2 separate regions of the Gossypium arboreum genome follow, and region 1 is linked to region 2. The links are chromatin contacts, called in public Hi-C maps. All regions are on one chromosome and are shown on one strand. The core of a region is the stretch at or near the end of the contact, and the rest is flanking DNA. Distances in the headings are between cores, read along the strand shown. Region 1 holds the start of LOC108467755 (peptide chain release factor APG3, chloroplastic). Region 2 has its middle 44 kb from the start of LOC108468686.

Region 1 (5,685 bases), core at 947-3,446, 420 kb after region 2:
ATTCTGACCTGGGTAATGAGACAGAATATTGAAGGTCCTTTAAGATGTAAATTAAAGTGACTATAGCCAGCCCTAGTGAACATATAGCAGAAAATCAATCAAAAACAAGAATCAAAATGTATCATGTAGCCTAGTTCCATGAAACTGGTAGTGTTGAAAACAAGTAGAAACAGAAATTAAATGGTTTCTTGTTGCAACACCAGAAATTTTTTTCTATATGTTTTCTTTCTGCTTCTATGTCAGGCTAACAACTGTTTTTAGACTGATTTAAAATATTTGAAGTACTGATAGGGCATGATTCCAAGCCATAAATCTGAAAGGATAAAGAAACATGTACCTACAAGATCACCGGCCCAAATTCCAGCCTCATCACCACCAGTACCTGCCCTCACTGGAAAGAAGACAAGCATAGTTCATTAAAGTGGCAATAAGAAGGCAATTACATTAGACTCTGCATCTAAAACTATAATCCATATGACATGGAAAGTACAACTTGTATGCAGACAAACGCTTAAATACACAGAACTATCCATTGAAGAGGAATTAATTTTTGACATGAATTATTGCTCAAAATGCAGCACATATTTGAAGGATAGCAAAGCTACAGCCTGAAAGTTTTCAAATCAAGTTACTAAATTATCTTCTCAACAAGATTAAGATGATATAGATACCTTCAAGCATTATATTTCTTGCATCAAGAGGATCACTTGGAAGCAGTAGCACCTGCCCACATAGAAGCAATATAGTAGCTTGAGAGACCAGATAGAGGGAGCAAAACCAAAAATAACATAAGCAGCAATAATAAGATACATTCCACAATAAGGCTCAATATTGGTTAATGCTCATCAATGAAAAGTATTATATAAAATATGCAATCAATATCAATCTCATTCCATATTGTTGGAACTCAATAAAACTTTTCGTAATGCAAAGAAAACTGATTAAAACTTCTAATCATACACTTGACTAAGTAGACGATAGAACACAAGTTATTCAGTGGGAAAGTGGCTCCTAGATATGGAAAACAATTATAGAGATGGTGAGATAAAACTTAAGGCATTGGGAGAAAACCTTAAGCTTCTCCTCAAGCTCTTTAAGTTGACCAGATAGAGAGCTGATTTCAGATGCTATCATCTCAGCCATATCTACATCAGTGCCCTCCTCTTCAGATAAAGCTGAAAAAAGAATTACTGTAAAAATAAGAAAAAAAGGATCCACAAGCTTTTATCTTATAGTAAAACATTTTAAACAAGATGATGATGATTGTCAAAATTACCTTTGGCCTCCTCTAACTGCTTCTCACATTCTTTAAATCTCCTGAATGTTGATACAACCTATCCACCAAGAAAATAGAACATAAATGGAAAGGCCAATTAGCAACGAAAGAGATAAAGCTCAGCAGCCAGCTAAGAAAGCAAAATGAAATCCAGTACCTCATCGAGTTCCGACACAGACTGAGCCAGTTTTTGGTATTCAGTGGGATTCGAGACAACATCTGGATCAGCTAGCCTAACCTACAGTCTCATTGTTTAGAGAAACAGAAACCTTACTAAACAATTGAATTAAGACACTATTTACGGCATAGAGAACAATATTTTCATGCTTAAGGTAGAGAAACCTTGGATAGACAAAAATTTTGACTAACATACAACTGAAAACACTTTTTTTTCACATAATCGAAACTTATTACCTACAAAAGAAAGAAAAAATAAGAACTATACCGATAATTCCTTCCACGTCTTCTCCGCAGATTCCAGTTTCGTTATCAGATACGGCTCCTGCAAGAAAAAAAAAATCCAAAACAATAACCAACAAGAAGTTCATTTTATCGAAATCTCAGCTCTGCTTTTCATCAAATTAAAAAGAAGAAGTTTTTGTTGAACGCACCACCATACAAACGATTCTCGAAGCTCTGGATCTAGGCCAAGGTCTGGCCACTCTCAAACATCTTGACTGAGGCGTAAAACCGCGTCGAACTGAAAAGTCGTTGAAGGTAGTGAATAATCGAGCTGTGGAGCTCATTGCAAAGCAGTTCATTGCTGCGGTTGCTGCTAATGTATCTTTGAGATGAACTATGCTTGAATTAACTATGGATATGGCGGATAAAATGTGAGAGAGCAAGCGAAATTGAAGGGCTGTGACCGAGCGGCTAAGGAATAGACACGGTGGCTTTAGCGGAAACTCAACTTTAATTTATATTAATAGTAACCAACTTTGGTTACATGATAAAATAGTTAAATTTTATTTCACTCATTCAATTTTAGAAAAGTAATAAAATAGTACTTTTAATCATTTTTTATTACAGACGTAACGGCAAAGTAACATGACAAATGACGAATTGATTGGTGTCATTAGTCGTCCAACTGGTTAGTTAGCACCAATTTAAATAGCCTATTTAGCACCAATTTAGGGTTGAAGCAGTAAAAGAAAAAGAAGAAGAAGAGAAAAAATGGAGATGCCGACCGTGATATCAGTGTGCTATTGTGAAAACCCAACCAAATTAAATACGTCTTGGTCCAATGACAACCCAGGTAGGAGGTTTTGGGGTGTAAGAAGTTTGGGAATGGGTTTCAAAAACCATGTTATTTTTTCACCTGGTTTGATCCACCATTGACGCCCCGTTCACAAATTGTGTTGTTGGGTCTTCTGAAAAAAGTGAAGACATTGGAAGATGCATTGAGGGAGGAGAGAAAAACATGGCTTTTAGTGCTTTTATTTGTAATATTATTGCTATTTTTCAAACTCTAAACCAAATTATGTTGTTGTTAGCACCGAAAACCAGCTTATGTGGCCATTGATATAATATTTTGTTATTCATTCATGGTGAGTTGGGTTCCTAAATGTAATGGCCTGTAAAGGGTAGAAGTTTGCTAATTGTTGTTAGAATTAAATGACTCAAATCTTTATTTAAATAAAATACAGTGGTAAAATAAAATAAAAGTAAAATCCATATAGAACTATACTTTTTTTATTTTATTTTAGAATAAGGTTTTTTAAACCTTATTAAACTTCATATATTTTATATTGATTAGAATAAGGTGTTTCAATCTTACTAGAATATGGTTTTACAAGCATATAAATAGACATAATCTATTCCTTTTGTAATCATTCGAATTCGACATAGTGAATTTTTTTCTCCTTTACCCGTGGTTTTTTTCCAAAAAGAGTTTCCACGTAAAATCTGTGTGTTCTTTATTTTATTTTATTTTCTTTTCTTTTTCTCAAATTGGTATCAAAGCTTCCGGGTAGTTCATCTTGATCACTGTAATAATGTCTTTGAAGTATGAAATTCCGCTATTAGATTGCAACACCAGATTTGCGTTGTGGCATATTAAGATACAAGTAGTTTTTGCGCAGATGGATCTAGAGGATGCCCTGCTAAGGATAGATAAAATGTCTTCGACATTAACAGATGAAGAGAAGAAGTGTAAGGATTGAAAGGCGTTAACACAATTACATCTGTATTTGTCTAACAAAATTTTGCAGGATGTGATGAAGGAGAAAACCGCCGCAACATTATGGAAGAGGCTAGAACAAATATGTACGTCGAAAACTCTAACAAGCAAGTTGTATATGAAGCAGCATCTTTATGCTCATCGTTTGGAGGAAGGTGTGGCTGTACACGAACACTTAACAATGTTTAAAGAAATTCACTTAAACTTGGAGGCCATGGAGGTTCAGTATGATAAGGAAGATCTAGGGTTGATTCTACTTTGTTCGTTGCCTCCGTTTTATTCAACCTTTAGAGACACGATTTTATATAGCCACGAGTCTCTCACAGTTGGTGAGGTTTATGATTCTTTGACCTCGTATGATAAGATGAAGCATCTTGTGGTCAAACCCGACTCTCAGGGAGAGGGTCTCATTGTTCGTGGGAGACAAGATCGGAATGCTGATGATGATCATGGAAGGACACAGGAACAAAATTCTCGCAGTAAACCTAAGGGTAGATCGAAGTCTTTAAATAGTGGTAAAATTATAACTTCTGCAAGAAAAAAGGGCACATTAAATCTGAGTGCTATAAGCTACAGAACAAGATTAAAAAGGAGGCTACGAATCAAAAGGGAAAACAACCAACAAATTTTGGTGAAGCTGATGTTGTAGAAGACTACAGCGATGGTGAACCTCTAGTCGCTTTTTTCAATAATTCTAAAGTAAGCTAGGAATGGATACTTGATTCAGGCTGCACCTTCCATGTGAGTCCCAATCGGGATTGGTTTACAACTTACGAAACAGTGTCTGAAGGTGTTGTTTTGATGGGAAATAATGCTTCATATAAAATCATAGGTTTTGGAACAATTAAAGTTAAGATGTTTGATGGAGTTGTTAGAACACTTAGTAACGTACAACATGTTCCAGAATTGAAGAGAAATTTAATTTCGTTGAGTACTCTTGATTCAAAAGGGTACAGATACACAGCTGAAAGTAGGGTTTTAAAGATTTCCAAAGGTTCCCTTGTTGTGATGAAAGGGTAGAGAAAGACTACCAAGTTATATGTTTTGCAGGGTTCTACTGTTACTAGTGATGCAGTTGTCGCTTCCTCTTCCTTGTCTGATGATGATATTACTAAACTTTGGCATATGCGCCTAGGCATATGAGTGAGAATGGCATGGCAGAATTGAGCAAAAGAGGACTTCTTGATGGGCAAGGAATTTGCAAACTAAAGTTCTGTGAGCACTGTGTTTTTGGGAAGAAAAAGAGAGTTCGATTCACCAAAGGAATCCATAACACGAAGGGAACGTTGGAGTATATTCATTCTGATTTGTGGAGGCCATCCAAAGTGCCTTTGAGAGGTGGAGCTAATTATATGCTAATTTTTATTGATGATTTTTCCAAAAAAGTTTGGGCATTCTTCCTGAAGCAAAAAAGCGATGTGTTTTTCGCAATTAAGTCTTGAAAAATTATGATTGAAAAACAGACAGGAAAACAAATAAAATACCTCCGCACAGACAATGGCTTAGAGTTTTGTTCTGATGAGTTTAATAGACTGTGCAAGTTAGAAGGGATCATGAGACACTTGACAGTTCGTCATACTCCACAGCAAAATGGCGTTGCAAAATGAATGAACAGAACGATCATGGAGAAGGTTCGATATATGTTGTCAAATGCCAACTTACCAAAGTCGTTTTGAGCAGAAGCAGCCTTTACTACATGTTTTTTAGTCAATCAACTGATCTCCATCCATTGCTATTGAGAAAAAGACTCCACAATAGGTATGGTCTGGTAATCCTGCTAATTATTCTAACCTAAAAATCTTCGGGTGTCCTGCGTATGCTCATGTTGATAGTGGATGTTTGCTATGCAAGAGGAAATGGAATCACTTCACAAAAACAAAACATGAGATCTTGTGAAACTTCCTAAAGGTAAAAAGGTTGTTCGTTGTAAATGGGTATTTAAAAAGAAAGAAGGGACTCCAGGAGTTGAAGAACCCAGATATAAAGCAAGGCTTGTTGCAAATGATTACAGTCAAAATTCAGGAGTGGACTTCACAGATGTGTTCTCCCTAGTTGTGAAGTATAGTTTGATTCGAGATTTGCTTGGTATTATGGCCATGCATGATTTGGAGCTTGAACAGTTAGACATAAAAACTACATTTTTGCATGGAGAACTTAAGGAGGACATTTACATGCAACAACCAGAGGGTTTCACAGTCTTAGAAAAAGAGGACTATGTTTGCTTGCTGAA
Region 2 (5,047 bases), core at 2,005-4,504:
AATTAATTAAAATTTTAACGTTTAAAAGCTAAATTGAAATTTTAACGTAAAAAAAAAGGGGGGAGGGGATAAGCACCCTCTAGCATAAATAAAATTTATTACATTGTATGTGGTATACTATTAATGACAAGTCCAATAAGCCTGTAAGGCCTACAGATAAGGCCAAGCCATACCTCAACTCAGGTTTAGACTTTAGAGGTCCAACAACTCAATGAACTAGTGACATAATCCTTTACGACCAATATATATATATGAACAAACCTTTACGACCAATATATATATATATTTAATTGAAGAAAAAGGAACTTTTTCACACTTAAAGTAATTATTCAGCCTCAAAACTAAAATAAGCAATACCCTTAATATAGGATTACAAAACAACTGGAATTAAATCATGAACAGGTGAGCAAGCAGTAAGAAACTTTACAAGCTATACTTATTTATTTACAAATTACATAATAAATTAGGTGAATTATGGGGAAAGAGTGAAATAGAAAGTCTTCAGAAAGCTTCATCTGGTTTCACAAAGTTGTGATATTCCAGCCGAGTCATTTCCCCACCGTTCACTGGGTCAAACTGGCTTCTGTAGAAGTTGTATTCATAATCATTTTGCACATTTTAGAGCTTTTTTGTTATGGGTAAATGACACCGAAGATCACTAAACTATTATTAAATTTACATTTTAATCACTTAACTTCAAAAAATTAAAAAATGATTGCTAAACTATTCAAAAGTTTTCGGCTAAGTCACTGGGCTATTAAAACTAATGTTGTCTGACCTTTTTTGTTCGCACTACCTACACCAATCAAAAACTCTCTTTAAACAACTTTGAATGCCATAAATCTACAAACTAAAATCCAAACAACTTTCTTCTTCAATTTTCGATACTAACCATTAGAGTGACTCTACTTGTCGATGGCTACTATTCAATCATACCAATCGTCGAATCATCGCTTGAAGCTCGCTAGCTATTTAAAAAATAATAATAATAACTTAACAATCCAATTACTTAAATAAAAACTTTCGAATAGTTTAAAGTCCATTTATAACTTTTTAAAGTTGAGTGATTAAAATGTAAACTAACTAATAATAGTTTAGTGAATTTCTGTTTGGCAAGGGAAACTTATCATCTTGGCGGAAATGGTTAAGAGGTTAATAATTTATTACCAATCTCACAAAGGAATCTTAAAGGCCATTTAAGATTATTATGAGAGCATCCCCAATCCTTCAGAATGGTCTCAAGAATACCCGTGGTATTGTAGTTAACCTTTTTATTATCTCTCCTTCACCAAAAACCAAAAAGGAAAAGAAGTTGCAGCAAACAAGTGAAGAGCTAGTTTGTGAAGGTCATTGAGAAATTTACCAAAGCAAGCTTCAAACGCCTCAAGTCATAAAATACTACCAAAGCTACATAAATGTTAGTTTATGTGAAGGTCATTGAGAAATTTATCAAAGCATGCTTCAAAGATTTGATATCTCTGTCAGTTTAAGTTTCTTTTTCTTACCTTCCATCGATGCCAAGAATGACAACAGTATTCTTTTGGTGACCAAAAGCAACAATGTATTGAGAACCTTCAAGCAGACGGAACTGAGCCACTGACCACTCTGAACTAAAATACTTGGGTAACACTCCTGCAAGCAGAAATGTAGCTTAGATAGATGCTTACAATAGTTGATTCCCGAAAACCAAAAGGATTGCCTCAAATGCGCCATAGATATATATTAGAGACAATCTTGTTAGTTGTCACATTCAGCTTCAAGTGTTAGTTTCTCTGCTGGCTCAAGTACTGGGATAACTCTCCTCAAGGTAGAAAGCCAGATCATATGCTTATCACAACACTCACAAAATCTTAAATGCCAACTTACTAGAAGCTAGGTTTGACACAAGCTGGTTACGCACAATTAGATTACAAATTCCCCAGCAGGATCATACTCATCATCCAACTGAAAGTCGTAATGTTGTTTCCCAGGCCATAGGTGATACGAATCTCAGAGATAAAAAGAAAAACGAGGTAAAGAGCAATTGTCATGATGTTTTTCTTCCATTTGCAGAGAACATAGTTCAGAGATAAAAGAGAGTCATGGCCGTTTGCAGCATCTAATGGCAGGAGGGGACACTTTACCTCTGATAAAAGAAAGAGACGAATGGGGCGGCTCGGATGCACTTTGTGACCTGACGCTGCCCGGAGATCCAGCATTGAACTTAAGGCCAAACACATGGACGGTTCCTTTATCACTTGAAACCGATAACCACTGGACATTAGAAGAGAATGCCAAACTATAAATTTCAGCTCTATCTGCTCCCCCTCCTTACCTATTTACATACAACAAAAACTTCCATATTGTCAGAAAATTTATATCATTTTGTGTTTTCAATGCTACCCAGAAAAAGTGCAAACATCTCATATCCACTGCATACATATAAGAAAGATGGATCCTTAGAGCCATAAAAAATAAAAATATGGTCACTTATTTAACCATATGTATTAGAATTTCCACTAAACCCGTCACAATTTAGACAAAATTTGTATCATTAAAGCAACAAAGAAGCGTAAACAGTATCAAATCACATACCTCTTGCAGCAAGCTACCATCAACAGTATTATAAACACGAACAAGCGTCCCCTTTGTGCTTGCAGTAGCAAGCAATTGCCCATCCTGCGAGAGTGCGAAGCACGCAATTCTTGAATCATGGGCCAAATTGAACTTAGTCCTTTTCCAGGCGTAATGTTCAATCCTAACCTGCCCCTTTTGCAATCCGGGGCAAACCAAGACCAACGACCCGGCCCCTTGAGATACCGCGCATAAACCCTTCGGGTTAGCGATGGTCTCGATCTGGTGAAGCAGCTTCAAATCCGCGAAATTGTAGACGAAAATTTTATGTTCCAAAACGACGACGATTCGGTCCCTCCGAAGCCAAACTGATCTCACTTCAGAAGAAAAGGAAACCTCGCCTATGCATCGGTTCTGGTTGTCGTCCCATATCATGACCTTATTGGGCGGGTATTGGGGGTTGGGTCCGCCGCCGACGAGAGCCAAAATATAGCACCTATAAAGCATCTCGACAACACCAATGCCCCCGCCGCGGTGATCGAAATCTCGGCGAAAGATCTCACGGAACGGATCGCAATTGTAGATCCAGAAGCCATGGTCGGTGCCAGCGGCAAAGCAGCTGTGGTCCTGGTTGAAAGAGAGGTATAGAAGTGAAGGCGGCGGCGTGGCTGGAAGAACCGCCTCGGGCGAGGCGTCAAAATTAGAGTTAGTGGCCGGAGTGGGGTTCGGATTCGGGTCGTGGGAAGGCTTACGTTGCATATGAGGGGGAAGATCGAGGCCGTGATTGGGCTGGTCTGTAGGGGGGAGGAAATTAGGTTTAGGGTTAGCTGCGAGAGTGGGCATGGAATGACCTAAACGTAATTATTAAAGGAATGAAGGGCCGATGATGAAAGGTTTAAGAATCAGAGAACAGGTAAAAGAAAAAGAGAGTTGAGAGATTGAATTGTTTATCGGAACAGCAAATTACGACATTGTCGTGTTGGGCGAAGCAGAAAGCACAGTTGGGTGGGCCGGTCCGGTCGTTAATTTAACTGAACGATGGATTCGTTAATTAAAGGACACGAATCAACTAAAGTAGCAGAGCTCCGCTTTGTCCCTACGCCAATTTTTTTTTTTTTTTTGGTAATAACCCCTGCGCCAATTTCACTAACAAAGATTACGAGAAGAAACATTTGGCTTAACAACGGATTTCAAATTTGACTAATTGACTCTTTTTTTTTTTTTTTTGGCAAGGCAATATTTAAATTCTAAATTTGAATTCTTTTTCAAAAGAAAGGAAATTATATTCCCAATAAAAGTTACAAACAATTAACAAGTACATCTACAAAGGAGAATAGAAATATTATATCTTAATCCTCAAGCATAGACAACTATAGATGAGGACAAGGTAAACCATCTTTTAAGTAAATTAGAATATCATCAATAAATACAATAACAAATCTGTCTAGGTATAGTTGAAATTTTTTATTCATCAGGTTCATAAAAGTGACTAGGGTATTGGTCAACTTAAATGACATCACTAGAAACCTGTGGTGTCCATATCGAGTCTGAAAGGCAGTCTTTGGCATATCTAGCTCTTTAACTCTGAGTTGATAGTAGACTGATCGGAGAACAATCTTTGAAAACACGATACCTCCCTTCAACTGATCAGATAAATCATCTATACAAGGTAACAAATACTTATTCTTTATGGTGACTTTGTTCAGTTGTCTGTAATTAATGCGCAATTTCATAGTTCCATCTTTCTTTTTCACAAACAAAACCAGAGCACACTAAGGCAACACACTTGGTTGAATAAATCCCTGATCTAACAATTCTCGCAACGCCTTTAATTCTTTCGGTGTCATTCTATATGGTGAAATAAATATCGGAGCAGTTCACAATGCTACTTCAATAACAAATTCAATTTCTCTCTCAGACGGTAAACTCGAGAATTTTTCAAGAAACGCATTAGTGAATTCGTTAACTATCAGTAATTGCTCTATCTTGGATCCCGACACTCTGGTATCTAAAATGTAAGCCAAATATGCTTCACAACTTTTTCTAATTAGTTCTTAAGCAAATATTGCTGATATGATATTGGTAGAACAATCAATCTATCAGCATCAACATTAATCAATTCACCATTTTGATATTTCAACATAATTTGTTTCTATCTACAGTTGACTATTGAAATGTGTAGGGTGAACCAATCCATGTCGAGAATAATATCAAACTTTTCAAATGGTAATAACATTAGGTTGGCAGGAAATTTACAGCCCCAAATTATTAATGCCAGTCTTTATATATTCTATTAACAATGACATAATGACCCATCGAGTTTGACACTCTAACATCATAATCAGTCAGCTTTACTAGCATATTTCTTTATGTTACAAATGCAGTGCATATGTATGAATACGTTGATCCAGGATCAATCAAAGTATGTATAGCAACATCGGAAAGAAAAAAGGTACCAGAAATTACATCAGGAGTTGTAGCCTCCCCCTTTAGC

What was found. Hi-C and Micro-C count contacts between places; a contact is called where the count stands out from the background.
Region 1: a Hi-C map of leaf shows a contact between it and region 2, with 1.8 times the contacts expected there. The contact joins the promoter of LOC108467755 here to the enhancer-like site in region 2. A contact is called at or near these places in 2 of 5 Hi-C or Micro-C datasets (both in leaf).

The regions. Positions count from the first base shown.
Region 1 is chr8:35,654,508-35,660,192 of ASM2569848v2, forward strand. It overlaps LOC108467755 (peptide chain release factor APG3, chloroplastic), which reads right to left and starts at 2,197. Exons shown (of 15, transcript XM_053018420.1): 1 at 1,888-2,197; 2 at 1,722-1,778; 3 at 1,434-1,514; 4 at 1,277-1,334; 5 at 1,072-1,190; 6 at 672-723; 7 at 342-391; 8 at 1-8. The coding sequence starts at 2,037.
Region 2 is chr8:35,229,472-35,234,518 of ASM2569848v2, forward strand. It overlaps the pseudogene LOC108467482. Among protein-coding and RNA genes, the nearest start is that of LOC108468686, 44 kb to the right of the region's middle. Within about 2 kb of position 3,255, at least 2 of the 2 cell types and tissues checked have an H3K27ac peak or open chromatin away from gene starts, as enhancers often do. A contact at or near this core is called in leaf, where this site is marked.